Regions from separate parts of the Sus scrofa genome. Here all the other regions are linked to region 2. A link is a contact called in public HiChIP or PLAC-seq and promoter capture Hi-C data. All regions are on one chromosome and are shown on one strand. The core of a region is the stretch at or near the end of the contact, and the rest is flanking DNA. Distances in the headings are between cores, read along the strand shown.

The links. Promoter capture Hi-C pulls out the DNA fragments that hold promoters and counts their contacts. HiChIP or PLAC-seq counts read pairs in DNA pulled down with a chosen protein or histone mark.
Region 1: a promoter capture Hi-C map of fetal liver shows a contact between it and region 2, with 2.7 times the contacts expected there. The contact joins the promoter of UBOX5 here to the promoter of AP5S1 in region 2. A contact is called at or near these places in 1 of 5 promoter capture datasets (fetal liver), 1 of 47 Hi-C or Micro-C datasets (liver) and 1 of 2 datasets of contacts at active chromatin or transcription factors (alveolar macrophages).
Region 3: a contact with region 2 is called in an H3K27ac HiChIP or PLAC-seq map of alveolar macrophages. The contact joins the promoter of ITPA here to the promoter of AP5S1 in region 2. A contact is called at or near these places in 1 of 47 Hi-C or Micro-C datasets (skeletal muscle) and 1 of 2 datasets of contacts at active chromatin or transcription factors (alveolar macrophages).

What each region holds. Positions count from the first base shown.
Region 1 is chr17:32,518,510-32,522,456 of Sscrofa11.1, forward strand. UBOX5 (RING finger protein 37) reads left to right here and starts at 2,103. Exons shown (of 6, transcript XM_001925847.5): 1 at 2,103-2,237. It overlaps FASTKD5 (FAST kinase domain-containing protein 5, mitochondrial), which reads left to right and starts at 2,116. Exons shown (of 2, transcript XM_021078352.1): 1 at 2,116-2,237. It overlaps LZTS3 (leucine zipper putative tumor suppressor 3), which reads left to right. Exons shown (of 4, transcript XM_021078357.1): 4 at 1-15.
Region 2 is chr17:31,905,084-31,909,079 of Sscrofa11.1, forward strand. It overlaps AP5S1 (AP-5 complex subunit sigma-1), which reads right to left and starts at 1,750. Exons shown (of 5, transcript XM_021077709.1): 1 at 1,517-1,750.
Region 3 is chr17:32,473,482-32,477,265 of Sscrofa11.1, forward strand. It overlaps ITPA (inosine triphosphate pyrophosphatase), which reads right to left and starts at 1,346. Exons shown (of 9, transcript XM_021077577.1): 1 at 1,202-1,346. The coding sequence starts at 1,267.

The sequences.
Region 1 (3,947 bases), core at 853-3,352, 610 kb after region 2:
TGGAGAAAGCCTCTTGAGTGGCTTTTTTTTTTTTTTTTTTTTTGGCTTGCTTGTGCCTTTGCTGGTGTGAAGGTGAGGCTGGGTGAGGGAGGTGTGGAGGGCAAAGCTGGAGTAAACATTTTCCAGAGGAGGCATGAGACTGGAGGTGCTTACTGGGCCGTGCCTGGAGGTTGGCCCAAAGCCCAAGCTCCTCCCTGTGGCTAGGAGGAGTAGTGGTTCCACGTTCCTGCCTGACAGGGCTTTCTCTTCAGGTCTGCCTGTCGCCAAAAGGGTCTCCAACTAGTTCCTGCTCAGAATCTGTTGGGAGTTCCCCTCGCGGTTCAGTGGAAACGAGTCCGACTAGGAACCATGAGGTTGCTGGTTCAATCCCTGGCCTCACTCAGCAGGTTAAGGATCCCGCGTTGCCTTGAGCTGTGGTGTAGGTGCAGACGCGGCTCAGATCTTGTGTTGCTGTGGCTGTGGTGTAGGCCAGCAGCTGCAGCTCCCCTTAGGCCCCTAGCCTGGGAATCTCCATATGCTGCAAGTATGGCCTAAAAAGGCCAAAAAAAAAAAAATACATATATATATATAAAACTGGATACCAGGCTGTTGGCCAGAAGGCAGGGGAGGCTACAGAACCAGATGCAGCCTGCAGCATCCTGAGCCACCCTACAGTGATGAGCTGAAGTCTGAGGGCAGAACACAGACGTGAAATGTTTGTAATTAGCAGTAAGAACCAATTTGTAATTAGTGGTGAGGCCCCAAAGGCAGAAGGGACCCAAGTGTGCTTCAAGGAGGGAGCAGATTTTTATGATCATTCCTTTGCTCATCCTCATGAAGCTCCCCAAGCAAGAATGTACTCTGCTACAAGTAATGCAGCCTGAGTTACAGGACCTCAAAGAGTGGTTTATTCATCCTCACCTGATAAAAAGTCTGAACATAGGCATCAATAGTGTCACAGGGCTTGGTTCATTAAGGACCTAGACTTCTTGCCTTCCTACACTATCTGTGGCACATTGTTCCCTCTTTACCACAAGGCGGCAGCCACAGCTCTGTGAAGTGAATGAGGCAGCAGCACTGTATCATGAAAGTAAAACCTTTCCCAGAAGTTCCACAGCACCGTTCCCTTTAAATTTTGTGGGCTAGAGCTGAGTCATAGGCTCTTCCCACTTCAAGGGAGGCTGGGAAATTGAGTATTTGGCAAAGACGATCAGGATTGTTATGGCTGCCTAGGAGCAATTACGGTTCATCTCATCTCCTGGGCGCTCTGGGTTCTGACGGCAAGGACAGAGTCATAAATCGGCAACTCCCAGTGTTTGCCCTGGTCTGGCCCAAGTGAGAGAACCCTCTCCAAGCAGCGGTGTCCCAAACAGTGTCCTCCACAGAGCTTAGGTATTGAGATGCCAAGCTTGCCCCTCCTTGCAAGGAAGTGTCCTTCCTACAATTGATTTTGTCTCCCCATCAAGATGGTTCCCTGGAGGAAGCACCATTTCTCAGGTTCCCTCAGGATGGGCGGACCAGCAGCCAAGGCACAGACAAGGTGTGACCACCCTGATCAGCAGTCTCCAGTGCGCCTAGGAACGGCTGTCTGGGGTCAAGTCCTCCTGGAAAGTCTCGAGTGTCTCTTCCTTGCCTAGCTGTCCATACCCACTCAGGAGGAAAGAAGGCCCCCGCCCCCGCCCCCGCCTTCTTGGGGAGGTGGAAGATCACCTGGGTTCATCTGTCAAAGCTCTGGCCTCCTTATTCAGCTCCTCACATCCATTTCCCCTAACAGGGTAATCTTCTATCCATCACTAACTCTCCTCCTGAGAGCACTTTGTAGATACATCTCTATTATAAATGCATGATTACCTCATTATACAGATGAGAAACTTGGCTTAGAGGATTTACGTGACTTCCCCAAAGCCATAAAACTCTCAGTAGCGATCTGAGATTCGAACCTGTGTTTAGGCTATTCGGTAACTTCCAGAGCGGTCCATCCACGGTGGTGTTTCCTCTCCTCAGGTCTTGGATTCCCCTTGTCTCTTCAGCAACGTCCTTCCGCAGAATCTCTGGGAGACGCTAGGGAACGTCCCTGGGAAACGCTGAAAGAGTTTTGAGCCTTGGCCGCACCCGTCGCTCACGTAGCGGCCGGAAGTAGCGGGCATTTGGCCGGAAGTGGAGCTGTGAGGCCCAGGTGTAGCCGAAGAAGTGGCCGCGGAGCCGCCGTCTGCGGGAGTGGGGTCTGGTGTTGCAGCGCCGGCGCTTGCCAGGCTCAGGTGAGTGGCGGCGGCCGGGGAGGAGGTCGTAGCGGCGCTCTCTGCCGACGTGGGCCTTGGCCAGCGCCTCTCGGCACCGGGCGTGCGCGGAGGCCGGGCGCGGTGCTTCCCGGCCCAGGCTGTCGCAGGCCCGGCTTTAGGGAGAACATCGGCGACCCGGAGTCCTGTGACCTTGCCCAAACGTCTTACCAGAACCTCGATTTTTTTTCCCGCTATGAGACGGAGGTAATGGCAGTACTCGCCCCCCTGGTCTGTTGTGAGAATGTAGTGAGATGCTCAGCGGCTCCTCTTACTATACTTCATATGCATGCGCATCACCTGGGGATCTGAAGATTTTGATTTTGTATGTAAATCTGAGATGAGGCCTGCGATTCTGCGTTTCTCACCAGCTTCCAGGTGAGGCTGAGGCCACTGCTCCGCAGCCCGCGCTTTGAGCAGCAAAGGCCCCGCGATATTCGCTTAGTACCTGCGACAGGTTGAGTCTTAAATAAATATCAATACAGTGTATGCACTTAAACCCATTTTTTAACAGTTTCTGATTGCACAAGCCTAAGGGTGGTATTTTTAGCCCTCTTCCTTTTTTTCTTTCTAGGGATAAGAAAAACAACTGTCTTTTCTCCTTCCATACAAATCATGACACAGCTCTTCTGTCCTGACTCATGGAGCTTGGGGCCCTCTTCATACCAGTTATGTTCATGGGCTTCCTCAGGTGATGCTTCACTGCCCACTCACTTGGACTGTGGAGCTGGAGCCCAGCGCTTTAGCACCAGCATGGCTAATGTTTTGTGTTTTAGTAATTTGCTGCTGGAATCTGAACTCATGTTTTCTGCACTTTGCTCACACTTTGTGAATGATAAGAACAGTCACTTTTCCAGAACGAGGTTCTGTGACTCCCTAATGTGAATGGCCTTGGGCAAGCCTGAGATGAAGCTGCTGCCTGGGAGACCAAAATGAAAATCAGAGACTCTGTGCTGCATAATATATCTGAGGCCTTTGGCAGTTATGCAGATTTAATTTATTTGTCAGTGTGGCTTTCTGCCCCATTCATTGGTTTATTTTTTCTGGTCCCCAACAAGGCTCTGCCATTCATCATGCATATAAGTCAGCTTTGATACCAAGGAATTCTGAATACTATGTGGCCTTGCAAATCTAGGAAAGCAGATACAACCAAATGTTTGGTTATGCTAACAGTGATAGATATTTGGACTGTTAATTTGGAATTTTTTTCACATGATTCTGGGTGCAGATACTTTACCTGTCTGGATTTTGTCAGTCTTCTCATAGTCCCATTTAGATGGGCTGAGAGGACATGAGTGTCTGCTCTCTACCGTTGTACCCAGAAATTTCTAAAAGTAGCGTTTTTTGTTTTATGGCTTCACCTGAAGCATATGGAAGTTCCCAGTCCAGGGACTGAATCCGACCTATGCCACAGCTGGGGCAATGAACCCACTGTGCCAGGCCAGGGATCAAACCCATACTCAGCAGCAGCCCAGGCAGCCGAAGTCAGATTCTTAACCTACTGTGCCACAGCGGAACTCCTACAGATAAGAGTTTTATGAAACCTTTTACGAGCAGTGGCTCTGGAGTTCCCTCTCTGGCGCACTGGGACACAGGTTCCATCCCAGGCCCAGCATAGTGGGTTAAAGTATCTGGTGTTACTGCAGCTATGGCGGAGGTTGCAGCCGTGGCTCAGATCTGATCCCTGGCCTG
Region 2 (3,996 bases), core at 500-2,999:
GAGGGAAATTAGATGGAATCTGCCAGCCCCAGGCAGTGGATATTTTGAATGTCTGATAAGACTGATAAGAATGGAGTTCCCACTGTGGCACAGTGGGTTGAGAACCTGGTGTCGCTGCAGCTGCGGCATAGGTTGCAGCCTGTATCTCTGATTCAATCCCTGGCCTGGAAACTTCCATATCTAACCAGGAGTTCTCTTGTGGCACATTGGATTAAGGATCTGGTATTGTTACTGCAGCGGCTCAGGTCGCTGCTGTGGTATGGGTTCAATCCCTGGGCTGGGAACTTCTGCATGCTGTGGCCCAAAGAAAGAAAGCCAGAAAAGAACATCTAGCCATTTCTCAAACTGTAGAGGAGGAAACTAAGAAAGGATCTGCTTTACTGAGAGTCCAGATGGGCCGAGGTTGAGTAGTATGGTTGCCCTAGAATAAAAGAGACAGACGTAGGGCAAGCCTTGACCTCTCCACCTCCCTGGGGCACCCTCAGGCTTGCCCTATGTGGACCACCAATCAGCTTCCTCCTCTGTCTCCACCAACCCCCATCCACAGCCTCCAAACTGCTAACTCTGGTGCAGTAGGCCTCCTGTCTCCTACACACAGCAACTGGGCTTTTTCCTTGTAACCTGTCACCCAAGGGCATGTCCATGTGCAGAAAGGGCCCAAACCCTCAGGTTGGCTCCTTTCTTTTAATGTTTTCAGGTTTATCCTTTTCACCTGTGTGGTCTTGTAATCCCCTCATTGGTTCTAAGTAATAACAGCCACAGCAGACTTGGATAACCCTTGATGTGAAGCAGGCCCTGTTCTTTGTGATTTATATACACCAATTCATTTGCTCCAATCAATAGCCTTTGAAGGAGTGGCTTCACTATCCCCATTTTTCAGATGAGGAAGTTGAGGCACTGAGATCAAGTAATTTTCCTGATGTTACGCATGTGCTGAGGGAGGGGTGCAGGTCCTTAAATTTCAGCCTGTTTCATCCCCTTCCTTTTGTACCCCCTTCTCCATGCTCCCCCCACCCCCATCCCCTCAGAGTCACCAGAGACTGCGCCAGCCCCCACCCCCAGCTCCCAGAAGCCATAACCCCAGCCTAGTTTACCCACTCTAATCCAACCTTGGGAGCTTCCTTCCCACGTGGCTGGATGGACGCCATCCTAGGTATGCCCAATCCCAACCCAGGAGGCGCCCCCTCCCCGAGCCCTCCCCGCAGGGAGCCCCAGGCTCCACGTCTTGGCTGGGCTCCAGGAAGGCGAGGCACTGTGTGATTCGTCCTTTCAAACGCTGCTCTTCCTGCAAGGCTGAGAGCCGGGAGGCCCCACGAGGCAGCTCAGGCCCAGCCACGTGAGGCCTCTTCCCTTCCCGCTGCCCCAGGCCCCGCTGACTCAGAGACTGGCAGCTGCATCACTGCCCCTTCCAGGGGTGTGCGTGCTGGTGTGGGCCGGGTGGGGCGGAGGCTGTCCCAGCAGCACTGCTTGGCACCCACACAAACTCCCGTGTGGGTTGGGTGGGAATGCTTCTTACCTTCTGTCCCATAACCGTCTTCTTTGAACAATGGAATGAATAACTTCACATCATCCAACATTCTCTCAAGGCATGAATTTCAAGGCTGCAGCACAGCAAGTCCCCCACCATTACTCAACTTCCCTCTCCTGATTGTTTCCAGATTCCATGTGGCTATAGACCTCCTTGTATAAACAATCCTTCATTTCTGCACCAGCAGTTTTATTGCTTCTGGAAAATAGGGTGCCTCTGTGTTCAATTCTGGGGATTAAAGACTTTTTAGAAATCTAAATTTCTAGATGGTTGTGAACTGTTGTCACTGGACAGATTCAAGCCAGTGACTTACAGTTAGTTAACTCCCAAGAGTCACTTAAACTTTTCTAAGAATCTGACTTGAGGGAGTTCCCATCGTGGTGCGGCAGAAACGAATCCAATAGGAACCATGAGGTTGCGGGTTCAATCCCCGGCCTCGATCAGTGGGTTAAGGATCCGTCACTGCCTTGAGCTGTGGTGTAGGTTGCAGACTCAGCTGGCTTGGATCCTCCGTTGCTGTGGCTCTGGTGTAGGCCGGCAGCTGTAGCTCTGATTGGACCCCTAGCCTGGGAATCTCCATATGCTGAGGGTGCAGCCCTAAAAAGCAAAAAAAAAAATCTAACTTGAGAAAAAAACTAAGACTAAGATCAGGTATTTTGGTGTAGGAGAGTCAGAAAATGGGCTGGGACCTCTGCTCTGCTCCATCACAGCATGTAGGTTCAGCCACTTGATAGTTACGAGAGCTCTTTGCTATAAACAGTCACATTTTCTAGTTAAGAAATAACATTTATCAATTTTGATGAAAATATGGAGCAACAAAAGTCTCAGACACTGCTGGTGAGAGAAGGTAAGCTGGTATAGCAACTTTGGAGAACTATGTGGAAAATATACATGCCACAACCTAATGGTTCCACTCCTGGCATAGTCCCAACACAATCTGAAATAGTTGTAAATAATCCATGGAGGGCAGAATGAAAATGTTCTATATTTTAATTGTGGTGGCAGACACCAAACCGCATTCATCAAAACCCACCAAACTATGTATGTAAGAGAGTGAATTTTACTGCGTATAAGTTATACCTTGATTTTTTTTGGCCACGCCCATAGCATGTGGCAGTCCCTGGCTAGTGATCAAAACTGTACCACAGCAGTGACCACTACAGTGACAACACTGAATCCTTAACCCACTGCACCACAAGGGGAATTCCTACCTTAATTTTTTAAAATTTAAAAGCCAGAAGGGGGTTCCCATTGTGGCTCAACGGTAACAAACCCGACTAGGATCCATGAGGATGCAGATTCAATCCCTGGCCTCACTCAGTGGGTTAAGGATCCAGTGTTGCTGTGAGCAGTAGTGTAGTTCACAGACATGGCTCAGATCCCGTGTTGTTGTGGCTATGGCATAGGCCCCCAGCTACAGCTTCGATTCAACCCCTAGCTTGGGAACTTCCATATGCTGCAGGTGTGGCCCTTAAGAAAAAAAAAGATAAAAGCCAAAATAGAATGAATAATTCAATTTGGGGAGATATCCATATAAATGAAATACTACACAGCAATGAACAAGAACAAATTATTGCTAAAAGAAACATGATGGATCTCAAATTCATTATGCTGAGTGCAAAAAGCCAGATACCAAAGAATATTATTTCATTTAGATGATGCTCAAAAACAGGTGAAACTAATCTTTATGATAGGTCAAAACAGTGTGGGTAACTAGGAGGGAACAGGAGGGAATTCCCTGGGATGCTAGAAATGGCCACATTTGAGCTGTGTGTTGCCTCCTCTCATCTGTGCTTGATGTGTAAGATGTGTATCTTTTAGAAAGTGTCAGTTTTCCCCCAATTTAAAAAGGAAACATTTTTTTCAGGTATGTTCTGGTGGCCTAGCAGTTAAGGATCGGGCATTGTCAGTGTTGTGACACAAGTTCGATCCCTGGCCTGGGAAACTCTGCACGCCTTTGGCATGGCCAAAAGCAAAAACAAAAACCAACACAAAAAAAATATTTTTAATTGTCATTGCAAGTTATCTGGTGAGCAAATACGACTTGGCCAACTTGGCCAGGCCAGGTACAGGTGGCTCTTTACTTGGGCCCAACTCCAAGCAGCTTCTTAATCCTGTGAGGGCTGCACAGAATTCCTGCCCCGCCTTGGCCTAAGCAAAACAACCTTTAAAACTGGCTGGCAGCCCAGGATTTTAAACTGCTTCCTTGCCTGATCCACTCCCCTTTTGGAGCATCCAGGAATAAAGTTCAAGCTTCTCTTCCTGGCGGGAAGGGAGTTTTGGGCACCTCTGCCGCATCCCCTGAACTTCTCTCTTGGAAGTTTCATCCTCGCTTGACCAGGGCCCCCCTTTCTGCCTTCCTATTCTGACTCCCCTGCACAATGAGCTGAATACTGAGCTCGTGTGCTTAGCAGGCACTAGGTAAGAGTGTCTCAGAGTTCCCGTCGTGCTGCAGCAGAAATGAATCC
Region 3 (3,784 bases), core at 96-2,595, 570 kb after region 2:
GCCATGGCTGTCTGAACAGGGTCAAACACTTGACCCAATTAAGGCCAATCAGAGCTGATGTCTGGGAGTTCCCGTCGTGGCTCAGTAGTTAACGAATCCGACTAGGAACCATGAGGTTGCGGGTTCGATCCCTGGCCTTGCTCAGTGGGTTAAGGATTCAGCATTGTGGTGAGCTGTGGTGTAGGTTGCAGACGTGGCTCAGATCCTGCGTTGCTGTGGCTCTGGTGTAGGCCAGCAGCTGCAGCTGCGATTAGACCCCTAGCCTGGGAACCTCCATATGCCGTGGGTGTGGCCCTAAAAAATAAAGAGCTGATGTCTGGCAGAAGCCTCACTGCCTCCTTCACCAGGAGGGAAAAATGCAGAAAGATCTCAAGTGGAAAAAGGATGGGCATCCAGAGAGAACTGGGACAAATAAGCCCCTCCAGAGGGACTCCTAAGATTCCTCAAGTCCTGTGGACGGCATACCTCTGAATTCCCACGTTGTCACCTGATGGTTTACATGAGCTCCCTGTGTCTACTATTTGCAGCCAAAACTGTTCCATCAACCCCCAGAATCCTCACTGCTAGCCACAAAGTCTAGCCTTGTAGACAGGAACTTTGGATCTATTGCGTCCTTCACTCCTCCTCTCCATTGCGCTGTGAAGCGGAACTCCCGCATCGTTCCCATTTCACAGATGAATAAACAGGCTGGGAGAGGCTAAGGACCACATTTTTGGACCGTGGAGAAGGGTGGATGGCTCCGTTTGGATGTCTGACCCCACGGCATGTCCAGCCCCTGCCAAGTCCAGGCCAGCAGCGGGGTCTGGATCAGCTGCAGAGGGGTATCGGGGTTCCGGTTTGGGAATCTAACTTAAGAGGTGGCTTTTGGAATAGGACCCCACCTGGCTCCTGAAGCCAGGTGATCTCCTGAAGCCCCTGAGATCACAAGCCCGGATTCTAGCAAGGCCAATCCCGGGTCGTCCCTACCCAGCACACGTGACGGTCCCACTACGCGCGGCCCATCCCCTTCCAGGTCCAACCCAACCCATTCCTCCCGGTCCAACCTATCCCTCCGAGTCCGACTCTCTCTGTTCCCCCTCCGCTCCTCCACTCGCACGCTTCGCTCCGCCTGGAAGCTCCTTCTCCGCCCTCTCCCCAGCCAGCCGTGCCACACGCAACCCCCCAGCCTCCTCCTTGTAGGCTTCCCACACCCTCCCAGCACCTCCTCTAGTTTCTTTGCGTTCCCCGTGACAAACACGATCTTCTTCCCGACCAAAGAGTTCGCCATGGTGAGCCGCAGCTCCCTCGCGGACTCACCGGAAGCTCCTCTGCCCCGAGTAGCAGGCACTTCCGGCTGGTGGCGGAAGGCGGTGGCCCGGTTTCCGGCCTGGGGTCCCGGGAAAGCACCGTGGGGATTACTTTCTGTCTCAGGGGTGGCTGCGGCGGCAGTCTGGGAACGTCCGGGTCGGGAAAGCAGTGCTGGGAGCGCAGAGCTCTTGCTCAGACCCCGGGTAGCATAGCGCCGTTTTCCGGATAAGCAACCTGGGGCGTGGTCCCCTTGCATCGGAATTGCTGGGGTCTTCCCGACGCTGAAGGTTGAGTATGCCGAGACCAGACCCTCCCGTCCGCCAAGGGACGCTCTCCTCAAGGCGAGAAGAGACTGTTCCAGCCACCTGCCCCATCCCTGCTTTCGCCCCTCTCTGGGAGAAACAAATTACCTCCTCGTGCGTACCCCGAGGCCGGTGATGAACTGCAAGCCTGGGCTCTGGATGATTCCCCTTCACCGTGGACACTTCCAAAGCTGTCTCTGAGAACTGTTTCCTTCTAGACAAAGGCTCCCAAACACGGATCTTTATCCTGACTTCACCTTCAGCCCCGCTCCCTTAGCTCCTTCTTGCTTGCCATCTCTGATCTACTTGATTGTGATTTTAAACTTGGCATAGCCTAAAGCTAGCCCGGTCTCTTCACCCATCTTCCAGACTTGGGACTTGAGTATTTCATCTCCCTTATTATCTCATGCCTCCAGCCCTCAAGTCATCGTTCCTTCTCCGTAGCCACCTTCTCAGCCAGATCTTCTCATCCCTAACAAAGCAAAGAGTAGAGAGTGCCCCCCTAGACCCTCTGTGTCATAGGCCTTGACCCACTGCTAACACCCTCATTGGGCAATTCAGCCGTCTCTTTCCTTCATGGACTTCAGCAGTCAAGGATTAACATTAAGGGCAGATTCAGGGCCAGCTCTACTGCTGAGGCAACTCCTGTCAGGAGTATCATGGGAAGTCAGGGATAAATTATTTTGGTGAATGTTACAGACCTCTGATAATCTCGATGAATTTTTTTTTTAGACCCCAGAATTTGTCCTCTGCTAATATCCAAAAAAAGAAAAAAAAATTCCTTTGTTTGATGACTTTACAATAGTGTGTAAGTATTGCAAAGGTCAAAAGGCATTACTGTGTCCTAAGGCAGGTCCTGAAGTTTCCCATTCTACCACGTGATCCCTTTCGACTATGTGATTTGGGAGGTTCCTTGGAGTAGTGGTTAGATCAAGGAGTGGTTGCCCTCCCTCTGTATCATGTGTCTTCCTTCTTCCTGAAGTCATAGTTAATCCTCAGGAAGGTGGAGGGGCAGAGGAGGTTCCCCTCAGCAAAGCTGACCTCCAGACTGTTGAAAGCTTCGGCTACAGCCTTGGGCTAGGAGGAGCTTGCCGGGAACAGAGTATAGCACCTCCATGTATACGGAGTACCACAGACAAGTACCATATATTATGGTCAACACAATGACCCTGGGAACACTGGAGGCTAGGAGAACCATCTGGCTTGGGGAGGCAGATCCATCGCTCAGCAAGCTGTGGGAGACCACAAAGAGTAATTAAGCAGAGAGTATTGCGAATGGGTATTCACTTTAGATAGACTTCACTGTAAATCTGAAGGTCTTGGAGCCCAAGAGCTTGTTGGGTGAGGGAGGACATAGATGAAAACTCAGAATTCTTTTTTTTTTTTTTTTTTTTTTTGTCTTTTTGCTATTTCTTTGGGCCGATCCCGCGGCATATGGAGGTTCCCAGGCTAGGGGTCGAATTGGAGCTGTAGCCACTGGCCTACGCCAGAGCCACAGCAATGTGGGATCCGAGCCTCATCTGCAAACTACACCACAGCTCACGGCAACGCCGGATCTTTAACCTACTGAGCGAGGCCAGGGATCGAACCCGCAACCTCATGGTTCCTAGTCGGATTCGTTAACCACTGCACCACGACGGGAACTTCTAGTCAGGATTCTTGTTGCAAGTGACAAATAATCTTAGGCAACAACAAAACAACGTATTGATTGCTTCGCTGAATTGATGAGCCAGCATACAAAGAGGTGGGTTCTTCATTGCTCTGAACAGATAGGAAGGGGGTTACATTATTCATTTATTAAATTATATTAAAATTAAAATACGTGAATTTTTACCTCCTTTAGCAAGGAATATGACAAAATCCCTTTGGAATTGCACTTCCTTCATTGTGGGAGAAATTCCAGCTAAGCAAAGAAGGACAATTCTTGCCCTCAAAGGAGATTGTCAGGTCCTATCAATTCAACCTCTGAAATCAGTCCACTTCTCACCACTGTGCTGCTACTGTCATGAATCCAGCACTGATTTGTTCTGACTCAGACCAGGGCAGCAGCTGTCTCACTGCTCTCCCTGCCATCTTTCTCCCCCTACAGGCTGTGCACAAATTTTCTTTTCTTTTTATAGCTACACCCACAGCATATGGAAGTTCCCAGGCTAAGGGTCAAGTCAGAACTGCAGGTGCCAGCTTATGCCACAGCC